Regions from separate parts of the Danio rerio genome. Here region 2 is linked to region 1. The links are chromatin contacts, called in public Hi-C maps. All regions are on one chromosome and are shown on one strand. The core of a region is the stretch at or near the end of the contact, and the rest is flanking DNA. Distances in the headings are between cores, read along the strand shown.

The links. Hi-C and Micro-C count contacts between places; a contact is called where the count stands out from the background.
Region 2: a contact with region 1 is called in a Hi-C map of embryo, with 2.1 times the contacts expected there. The contact joins two enhancer-like sites. A contact is called at or near these places in 5 of 18 Hi-C or Micro-C datasets (caudal fin, embryo, hematopoietic stem cells and 1 more).

What each region holds. Positions count from the first base shown.
Region 1 is chr20:22,988,031-22,994,103 of GRCz12tu, reverse strand. It overlaps a transcript of prkchb not described here. Among named protein-coding and RNA genes, the nearest start is that of six4b, 36 kb to the left of the region's middle. Within about 2 kb of position 3,058, at least 10 of the 62 cell types and tissues checked have an H3K27ac peak or open chromatin away from gene starts, as enhancers often do.
Region 2 is chr20:23,049,578-23,055,610 of GRCz12tu, reverse strand. It overlaps a transcript of prkchb not described here. Among named protein-coding and RNA genes, the nearest start is that of six1b, 10 kb to the right of the region's middle. Within about 2 kb of position 3,535, at least 15 of the 62 cell types and tissues checked have an H3K27ac peak or open chromatin away from gene starts, as enhancers often do.

The DNA.
Region 1 (6,073 bases), core at 1,809-4,308:
AGCTTGAGAGAGTGTCTGCTAATGCCGGGCCAGCCTACGTACTCTCTTTGTCTCAGTAAGATGCTTCCTATATAGAGATGCTCCCTTTTTAAAATGACACGCTTCAGCTTATACTTTCCACAAAGTATACCTGTTACTAACAAACTACTGTTTTGCTAAAAACATTAATAAATGAATCCTGAAGTGCTATATTAAAATATAAACAGTTCTGTGTTTGAATCTTTGAATTTTCTCTCCTCTTGCGCCCCCTGTAGAGTAGATGGTTTAATGCAGGAGGCCCACTGTATTTATCCAATAACAAGGCTCTGCTTGAGGGCCCAGATCAAGTTGCATCTAATGCTATAGCAAGGACCTGCTGCTGAGAGACATTGCTATTTGAAACGGCTAAGGTTTCAAGGTGCCTAACAAAGCCTGTAGAAAGGAAATTATATAGAGGGAGAGTTGGGAAATAAAAGGGGAAGGCAAACGTTGGAAGGGGGAAAGAGAATTTTGAAAGACTGAAGCAGGAGAGAATGGACTGGGAGGTGAAACGATTGTGCATCCAACAGTCTGTAAAATTGAATAGCTTAAGCGGGGTGGTTGTGAAACACTTTTTATGTGTTTTGGCCATTTCTTTATTTCAAAACAGCTTTCTGTAGAATGATGGAAAATGCAATTTTTAAAAAGTGGGTTACAAAAGGTACAAAAATGCTGTATTGTGGAAAAAGATGTCATATACGTGTGTATTATTGATTATACACCATTTCCTTAAGCTTATGACTTAACTGAAACAACAATAGTGGACTATTGTAAACATCAGGGGTCCCAAACTTTTCAGCCCACGACCCCTAAAATAACAATGCCAGTCACTTGCAACCCTCAAGTATCTGAGAGTGGTCTGGATGCAGACCTGATTCAGTGCAATCTGAGCTGCATCCTATGCTTTTCAATGCGCTCACCTAACTCCACCCCTAACCCTACCCGTCACAGTGACATCACTCACTCTATTGAGTGCATTGTGTCTGACATTGCATCGCTGAGGGATGCAATCTCAGCTTGCATCATAAAGGCTGCATCCAGATACTATTGAAATTTTTCAGAGGTGGTTATAAATATCCAAACATTGCGCACAGAATTATAGGCCTATATAAACACAAGCATATTGACATACGTCTAACGAACATATCATTTTTTATGGTCGTTTATAAATTTGTTTTATTTAATATTAATCTTACATAATGAGTCTGGTGGGCACAATGTTTTCAGCACAAGCCTATTCTTGGTTTCATTTTTGTCAATCAGAGATCATACTCAATATTCAGTTGTGGCCTGTATTTAATTTTAATGTATTTGATTGCCATAAAGGTGTCAGAAAGTTTAACCTGGTGCTATAAAATATGCCGCTGACACCATTGCTGTGTTGTTAATCTAACATAAACACACTATGAAAAAAAAATAAAGGCTGATGGCTTTTCATGTTGTTTTTTACCATTAAAACGACTCTTTTATCTTTTTTGAGTTATGGATAAAATATGGTAATTCTTATAACTTAATCAAATTTATTAGACTTTTGTAAATAACCAAGTGACCCCCTGTCTTTGTCCCGTGACCCCCACAAAACTGAGTCAATTATTTCCAGCCACTGGGATAATTGACCTAAATGTTTTTTTTTTTTGTTTGTTTTTTTTTATATGTATAGCGTTTTTACAAATATTCAATGGATCTATCTGAATAGGGATAATTTTGGAAACAAAACCTTTTCAAAAATGCAGAGGAAAACTTTTCAGTGCATCATCATGTAAACATCTCCTATATTTCATCCTAAATCATGGATAAACTGCATTCATTGGGCCGTATGGCTATACTATACAATACATGTATGTGTTGGTTTTATGCTGGTATGAGCATTGCTTAACAAAATTAAATTAACAATTTTTATACATTTATGGAAATAATTCCAAGATGAAACATGAGAGAATATTTGATTACTTTATTTACATTCTAAAAATGCTTGATTATTTTAATAGGAATTGAACTTTTGGGTTAGAAATGTAATTTAAAAAAAAAATAAATTAACACTTGTTAGGGTGTCATGGTGGCACAGTGGGTAGCACGATTACCTCAAAGCAAGAAGGTCACTGGTTCAAGCCCTGGATGGGTCAGTTGGCATTTTTGTTTGGAGTTTTTATGTTCTCCCCTTGTTTGGTGGGTTTCCTCTGGGTGCTCTAGTTTCCCCCACAGCCCAAAGACATGCAGTACAGGTGAATTGAATAAACTGAATTGGCCATATAGTGTGTGTGAATGCAAGAGTGTATGGGTGTTTACCAGTGTTTGGTTGCAGCTGGAAGGGCATTCACTGCGTAAAACATGTGCTGGATAAGTTGGCGGTTCAGTCCACTGTGGCGACGCCTGATTAATAAAGGGACTAAGCCGAAAAGAAAATGAAAAACCCTTGTTTGGCTTGTCCATATTCAATCTATATTGCGGCTAAAACAACCCAGAATATTTAAGTCTAAATATTTAGATAAATATAAGTCTAAATATTTAAGTTTAATTGTAGTGTTTTTAAATGGACAGTACACCCCCAAAAAATATTTTACTCACAATTCACCCACCATCAATTGGTTCCAAACCTTTTGTTTTTAGATTTGATCACAAAATAAGTTATTTTGAAGAATGTTAGAAAGTGGTACCCTTTGACATAGTAGGAAATACAGAAACTATGGAAGTCAATGGTCACCGGTTACCAACATTTTTAAAAATAGGTTCTTTTGTGTTTCACAGGGGAGAAAAAAAAACAAGACAAGCAAAGAGAGAGTAATTTTTGACAGAGTGTTCAGTTCTGGGTGGCATTCCTTTAAATGCGAAATATTTTATAAAGAAATAAAAAAAAACACAACAAATTAATTCATGGATACAGACAAATACCAGATACATTCTACTTTAAGTAAACAAAACCTGACATTCTTTTCCATTTCCAATCATAACGTACACCTACTCGATCACACACACACACACACACACACACAGGTTTTTCAGGGGCCCCAGTCGGTGTTTGGTTTCACATTGCTCTCCATTTTCTGGAAGGAATGACCACATCGGTTGCCTTGGGGATCAAACCAGGAAGGACAGCCGCCCGCGTTGAGCTGAAAATAGCCTTGAAGCTTTGACAGAGAAAAAAAATCTTCTGAGCAAATCAATACGCTGATGGCCTCTCAGAGATAATCTCCTTTTAAGTTTTGCTTAACTCCACAGCCAAATCTCCATATTCATGTGTCCGATCATCGCCCTGCTACATTTATTCCCATTATTAGCCTCCTCTGGTTGTATATCTCTGTGTTTTGGGATTCCCTCACGTCGATCTGTGCTACAGATATGCGGTAATTCAAACAGGAAGTATTAGTGTAATTTGAGGTCAAAGGTTGGCTGTTTGGAAGTTATATTGGCGTCTGGTTCGGATGAAGTGAAACCTTGGTTTGATGTGAAGCATGTGGGGTCCTTTAGCAAACTTTGAGCTTTCTTCTTCATATTAGTAGTATTAAATTTGATATGGACTTACGTTTATTTTTATTTATGAATGTGGTAGCACATTACAATGACATTAGTTAATGCATTGAGTATCATGGTAACAATGAACAATATGAATCCCGGTTATTTAAATGATTCTTAATGTATTTGAACATATATTTATACATGCCATTTTTATAGTTGTTTTTATTTTATGATTAAGATCAATTAGCAATGAACAATGGTATTTTTAGATATTTTAACATACTTTTTTAAATGCAGTTGTCATACCTGCAGCATTAATGTGAATTGTTAGCATGATTGCAGTGATGTCTGGTAAAGCTCAAACATCCCAGACCTTATTTAAGGGAAAATTCATTCATTTATTTCCCTTCGGCTTAGTCTATTTATTCATCAGGGACGCTACAGCAGAATGAACTGCCAACTTATCCAGTTTTACACAGCGGACACCCTTCCAGCTGCAACTCAGTTCTGGGATGCATCCATACATACTTTATTCACACACACACATTTACAGGAAAATGCTTATTCGAATTATTTAAACTGAACTATTTTTTATACTTATTATTCATAGTTTATTTAAACTAATAAACCCACAGTTCATATCCTGTTAAAACTATTTGTTTTATACTTTGTTAGTTGCTGATACTAAGGAATAATTAAATGATGATTATTTCCACAGGGCCATTGTCCTACTTTGCTTATTTATTCTCTGTATTATTTTGATAAAAATGCTTTATATTTAATTCATCAGATTTTGTATATATATATTGTATATCTGAACTAAAGACAATATGTATTTCACTGTAAAAAAATGCTGAGTTCCACAAAATGTCTTTATGTTCAAATCAAATCATAAGTTTTACATATTTAAGTTGATTTAACATAAAAGAATCAAGTTGTCACAAAATAAAATGTAACAATCTTGTTGTTTCATTTAAAATAAGTAGTTTGAACAAGCAGCAAGTCATTTTTTGAGTGTAGTGTTTTTGAATTGTCTTAAATCCTAAGACTTTATATTTGAAAAATTCAAAATATAAGTAAAATGGTTGTAAAACATCATAAAAATAGCCATAAATACATTTTATGGATCAAAATTGTTGATTTTTCATCTGAATATTAAGTAAATATGTTTCTTGAAGATATTGTGTTCATTTGCTATTGCTAATACATACATTTTTGATTAGTAAAATATGAATTAATAAGGACTTTTATAGAAAGCTTTAAAGACAATTTTCTCAATATTTAGATTTTTTTTCCACAGATTACAATTTCTCAAATGATGGCGTCCTCCAAAGCTTGTCACATCCTCCACTGTAAAAAAATTCTGGTTTCCTTAAAATTTTAAGCCAAATCAAATTAACCTATTGAGTCTGTTGAACTTATATTATGTTCAACTGACTTAAAACTGCATGCATAACGTATACAATTAGGTTAGAACATGAATAACTTTTAAGTCAAGTTGTTTTAGTTTGATTATTAACAAGTTACAATGAACTAAAACATGCTGTCAGGTCTATATGTGCATATATATTTTTTACAGTAATAAAATATACATCAGTGGAAAGCTTATTCATTCATTGATTTGTTTTCAGTTAATGTAAAAATCTTAATTTTTAAGAAATAGAGACTTACAAATAGTTTTGTGTTATAGACAGTGTTCGAATTGAGGGGGGATGCGAGAGGATAGTATCCCCCTTATGGAAAAATGACAAAAAGCATCCCCTTTGTAAAACCACTATCCCCCCATCACCATCCCCTTTAGAATAACAAAAGTGTGTTTAATGTAAAACTTATGCAAATTAAATATTAAAATTCTCTATTTATGTTCATTTATGATTCAAACACAATGACGATTGACCAATCAGAATTCATTGCGTCATTTTGCGCAACCCAAGTTTCGTCGTTAATATCTAATTTTAGGTTTGCTGTTTTTAAAATGAGCCACTATTATTATGCCTAAAATCAGAACACAAATAATGTGATGCATTTTTAGAATCATTGTTGTCCAAACGTTTCTCTGTTTCTCAAAAATGCATTTAGTGATAAAGACGGAAACTTGGCTTCACCTACTGGCAGTTTTAGTTACAAATCTCATGGCATTTTTATTATGAGTTTCATTGCCTTCATGCCACCTCCTTCGCCTTGCTAAATGGTAAATTTATCTAAATGCTAACTTTGTTTTTTTCTTTGCCATCCCTGTTGTGTCAGAAGATTTTTTTTTGATTTCATCTGATTGTAAGATATTCTTCTTGATATTATTTCAGTTTATATAAAAAAGCTTGTATAGTTGGGCTACATAAGGTAAACAAAGATAAGTGTTGTAAATAAAAAGAAAAATTTGTATTTAGTCACTCAAACAGTTTCTGGTAATTCAAGACTTACATTGTCAATACTTTATTAAGTAACACTTTATTTTGATGGTCCATTTGAGTATTAGTAAATCGTCTGCTTAACATCAATGCCGCACATTCAATAGACATTTAACTCATTCATTAATTTTCTTGTCGGCTTAGTCCCTTTATTAATCCAGGGTCGCCACAGCGGAATGAACCGCCAACTTATC
Region 2 (6,033 bases), core at 2,286-4,785, 61 kb before region 1:
TTAACAATAAATAAACAGTATATTTAAAAAAAAAAACTAATATGGAATTTAGGCATTACAGCATTATAGTTTCCAGAATAAACAATTCATATTAATTGTGAGATTTGATATTGAGATACAGTTTTTTTCAGAAGTGAAATATTTCCCAAATTATGTTTTACAAAGCAAGGAAATTTTCACAGTATGTCTGATAATATTTTTTCTTCTGGAGAAAGTCTGAATTGTTTTATTTCAGATAAAACAATAGAATAAAAGTAGTTTTTATTTTTATTTATTTTTTTAATGTAAGAAGTCAAAATTATTAACCCCTTTAAGCTAATTTTTTTTTTTTGGGATAGTCTACTGAACAAAACCAAAATCATCATTAATAACTTTCCTAATTACCCTAACCTGCCTAGTTAACATATTTAACTAGTCTTTAAATGTCACTTTAAGCCATTGAATGTCACTTTAAGCTGTATAGAAGTGTCTTAAAAATATCTAGTAAAATATTATTTACTGTCATCATGGCAAAGATAAAATAAATCAGTTATTAAAACTATTATGTTTAGAAATGTTAAAGAAATCTTTTCTTCATAAAACAAAAATCAGGAGAAACACACAGGGGGCTAATAATTCTGACATTAACTAAACATTACTGTTTAAAAGTCATTTAGTAGATTAAAAATAGAGTAAAACTATTTTATATAATATTGACATGTTCAATTATTGTTTCTAATTTACTCAACTTAATTATAAAGCACTTTCAACACTACATGTGTTAGCATCGTGCTGTACAGAATAGGGAGAACAATAGATTTTACAGTTTAATGTAAAATACAATTTAATATATTTAAAAATGTAGTTTAGTCCTGCTGTGGCAAATCTGAAGGTTCAACATCATTACTCCAGTCTTCAGTGATACATTGAAATCATGTACTGATAAATATGTTTGTAATGATCTAAAGGCATTTTAAATGTCTGTAGTGTCACATTTTGTTAATATCACCACAAACTTTTGAGTAGTGACTTGTTTGTGCATATATATTACGCATTTCTAAACATAATAGTTTTTTTAACTCATTTCTAATAACTAATTTATTTTATCTTTGTCATGATGACAGTAAATAATATTTGACTAGATATTTTTCAAGACACTTCTGTTCATCTTATTCTTCACCGACGAGTGGGCGCAGCCATTTGAATCTTTTTGCCTCGAGACTTCTAGTCTCATTCACTTCCATTCATTTTTAGACATTAAAAACTGCTAATTTCACTGTTTGATTTTGCAAACTGATATTTCCTTATTATATTATTCTACTTGGTCTATATAGTCATGCAAACACTTGTTTATAGAGAAAGTAGTTTGACCGTTTTCTGCAGTTTATTATTCCTAGTCGAAAACAGGCGCACTTCCGCATTTTAGAATAAGGTCAATACAGCTTAAAGTGACGTTTCAATAGGTTAACTAGGCAGGTTAGGGTAATTAGGCGAGTTATTGTATAATGATGGTTTGTTCTGTAAACTATCAAAAAAAATATAGCTCAAAGGGGCTAATACTTTTGACCTTAAAATGTTTGACTTCAACTGTATATGTATAATATATTTTCTCTTTCATACAGTGGATACAGCTGTAAAGTTTAAGTTTGGTAGCTTCAATCCTACAGCCATAAAAAATAAACAGGCACTTGAAACTTTCTCTGGATTTATTCAGTATGGATTTGAATAAAATGTTAATATGATTTGTTTCTTTAATATTAAGGTAAAAGTTTTGATAAAAGTTATTCCAAACTTTAAATAACATTGTCATTTAGTTGATTTTTCATCTCACAAAATGTACATTTTTTTCACTCTTAAAATAATGGTGTTGTGTTCAGATAACCGCATCTGAAAGAATGGCAGGCAACTTTGTTATTTTTTATGTAACAAAAAAACAAATAAATATGCTGAAATGACAACATTTTTATTTTAAATTTGGATGAAATGTCATGAGAAGTTTACTGAATAAAGCAAAAAATTTATTTTTCTCAAGCACATAACCATAAAGCCTGAAAAGCTGTTAATATATTCATTCATTCATTCAATCATTCATTCATTCATTCATTCATTCATTCTCCTGCAGATGTAGTCACTTATTTATCAGGCGTCACCACAGCGAAATGAACCGCCATCTTACCCAGTATATGTTTTACACTGCGAATGCCCTTCCAGCTGCAACTCAGTGCTGGGAAACACTTATACACACTTATCCACACACCAAAAATATGGCCAAATTAGTTTGTTCAATTCATCTGGGTGCATAGGTGCATCTGAAAGAAACACACGCGAACACGGGGAGAACATGCAAACTCCACACAGAAATGCCCAGCCGGGACCTGAACCAGTGACCTTCTTGCTGTAAGGTGATTGTGCTACCCACTGCACCACCATGCTGCCCAATATACAGTTGAAGTCAGAATTATTAGCTCCCCTTTGAATTTTGTTTTCTTTTTTAAATATTTCCCAAATTATGTTTAGATCAAGGAAATTTTTACATTATGTCTGATTATATTGTTTCTTCTGGAGAAAGTCTTATTTGTTTTATTTCGGCTAGAATAAAAGCAGTTTAAATTTTTTTTAAAAGCCATAATTATTAGCCCCTTATTATTAGCTATATTTTTTCAATAGCCTACAGAACAAACCATCATTATACAATAACTTGCCTAATTACCCTCACCTGCCTAGTTAACCTAATTGACCCAGTTAACCCTTTAAATGTCACTTTAAGCTGTATAAAAGCATCCTGAAAAATATCTAGTCAAATATTATTTACCGCATCATGGCAAAGATAAAATAAATCGGTTATTAGAAATGACACTAGTGTCAGACGGAATCTGCGGATGTTTCTTGCTATTTCTGCTGAAAATTTTGTTAAAAAATCTGCAGATTTCTGCAGAATTATTTTGGCAGTACCATAACTAAAATCTTAATATATGAAATAAAAAATAATATCTTTTAAACTTTTATTTAATGTTTAAAATGCAAATCCAATTAGGTTCACTTTGTTTTGTAAACAAAGCAAGTCTCTCATATCTCTACTAAAAGACAGAAAATACGACTGTATATATGCATTGTACATAAATCAGATGAACATTTTCACATTAGTCAATAATATTACTGTAATGAATTTAAAAACTGAATAAGTATAGATTTACACACATTTACTTAAGTAAATAAACAGAATTAATGATGGGCTAAAAATCTGACACACCTTCCATAGTCTACAATACCTGAAGAACAGAATGGCAGTGTTTTGTATGTGTGAATGTGAGTGTGCACAAACACAAATACACACACGCATGTCCATTTATATGAGCCTGGGCATTCTACACGCTGGCTCCTCCATGGTCATCACCCTTAAATACCTGCTCCATGAACCCTGGAGCGACTGACGCCAGGCTCGCAGCAAGTCTGTGAAAAACTCTTGGCCTCTTACTCTTCAGACGCTGCTGATGGAGGACTCCCTGCCTGGGTGACAACTGCCTCCACTCGTTTATCAGTGGGGCTTGGCTTTGAAACCTGAGCCTCTGTGACCGTTTGGAAGTAATCCGTTACCCAGCTCCGCAGAACAGACCATGACCGTCCAGGCTGCTGGGAAAAAGCGTGTGACCTTCGGCTTTTTACTGATAAAAGCGTGAAGTAATGCCAAATTGATGGAGTAATTTTGCTGTCTTTTTGACAAATCTATCCACCTTTTTCCTGCAGCCCATGATGCTTTCTAGCAAAAATGGGAGTAACTTCTGTTAAGCTCTGAATATCACAGGTCTTCGATTGAATGCTTACAAGCAACTTATTAGAATTAGTAAATAACTTTTTTCAGCAGACCAAAAATGACCCCAAAAACCTTCTGAAGCAATAGTACTGATTTATATTGAATATTACTGTACACTGTTAAAAAATATCATTGATTTCAACAGTAAAATAAATTAAGTCAAAATGCTACAGTAAAAATATGGAACCTGGTAAACAGTACGTTTCCTTAATATATGATTTATAACCGTAAAATGTCTGTCTCTGCATGACACTTGACTTTTTATGCTTATTTGTTAACAGTGCTCTGGTTCAGTAATGTGTTGATATGTCATTTTACATCTAATTTGGTCCCACTTTATTTTTATGGTCCATTTGTTGAATTTAAGTTACATTGCATCTACATGCCAACTAATTCTCATTATATTATAAGTAGACTGTTAGGTTGGGGTTAGTCAAGGTTGACATGTACTTGCAAAGTTTCTTATAGTGAGTTAAATGTCCCTTGAAGGAGCAGTATCAGCAGATATTAAGCAGACAATCTACTAATACTCAAATGGACCCTCAAAATAAAGTGTTACCTCTAATTTTGATAAATAATGTTTATTGCATTACTTTAATTGTATCTGTGTACCACACTCAAAAAAAAATCACAATGAAGTCTATTATTAACTGTTTGTACCCTTTTGATTTAATTTCATTTGTAAGTTTTTTTGTGATTTCTTAGAATCAATCTACATCTTTTAAAACAATGCTATTAAATTTAATCAGCTTAAAGATATGAATATTATATATTGGGACAACATGAAGGATTTAAGTAAGTTTTTTAGTTTTTACAAATGTAAGTGGATTGAACATAAAACAATTAAGTTGTCTCAACAAAATCTCAAGAATTATGTTGTTGGAGCTCATTTTTAGGTAAGTAGTTTCAACAAGTAGCACATTTTTTTGTATATATTATATAATATGACATATAAATATATTTAACTGTAGAAAAAGGCAGTTCCAATTATGTGAGATTGGATTACTTAATATATGGGGACAAAATTGATGCAGATCCATAATCCAGACAATAGATGACTTAATAAGAAGCATTTAAAATGCATTGGATTTATTCATATTATTGCATTAATTTAGTTTTAATTTGTTTCATTTATGCTTAACTAACAAATATCAATCACAGGTTTGTTAGTTCAATTACGTTGAATGTAATCCAAATGGAGTATCAGTATACATACATTTAATTTGTTAGGCCTAAATATTTTTTGAGTGCATGATGGTGTTTAGTAGTTGTGTGAATGACATTGAGCATCGTCTATATATTAGTATGTTTCACTGTTTGGGATTAAGCATTGGTTCATTATAAGACTTTCTCATCCCCAAATGCTTTTGGATGTGTTTTTGTCCATATAACAAATCTAGTACTTCAAAACATTGGTGTATAACTGTAAACTACTGAAATGTGGTAGTTTAATGTAATTATTAAAAAATCTTTTTGATTTTTACTGGTTTTTGTAATGGTAAAATTCTGCCAACCACAGCTGCCAGTTTTTTTTTCACCATATGTTTTATAGTATTTATTTACTGTACTGTGTAGGCACAGGCTGCGACCCCCAAAATGACAATGCCAGTGACTCATGAATACAGAAACCTTGAATGCAATGGCGTACACACACCAATAGACCCAAATCTTTTCTTTGTTTTATTTTTTTATGCATGTCAGTGCTGTAAATGAGCCAGAAAGTTTAACCTAGTGTTATAAAATCAATCTGCTGCATCTGGTGCTATTGCTGTGTCTTTAATATAATGTAATTACCCCAGGGGTCACAATCCAATAGAACTTGTAACTATAAGCTACTATAGTAACTATAAACAACTATTTTTTTCGCTTCAGTGGGTTATGGATAAAATATGGTCATTATTGTGGTTTAATAAATATAAATATACTTTTAGAAATCACCAGTTGACCCCCCTTCATTGTCCCATGACCCCTCGGGGGGGTCCCGAACCCACTTTGAGAACCACTGCTGTAGGGAATACTTAAAAAAAATTATCTGAACCAGAAAGTGCTTTGGCCAGAGTTAGATTGTGATACTAACAGCAAATTAAAATACCAAATACCAAAGGTAACATAATCTTCCTAACAGATATAGAAAAAAGCTAAACCTATCTCTCGCTAGTTTTCACTGAGTAAATGTATTATTTGTTGCGCAACCTTGTCTAAAATGATTTGTTTCTGTTCTTTAGAATGGATTTTCCACAAAC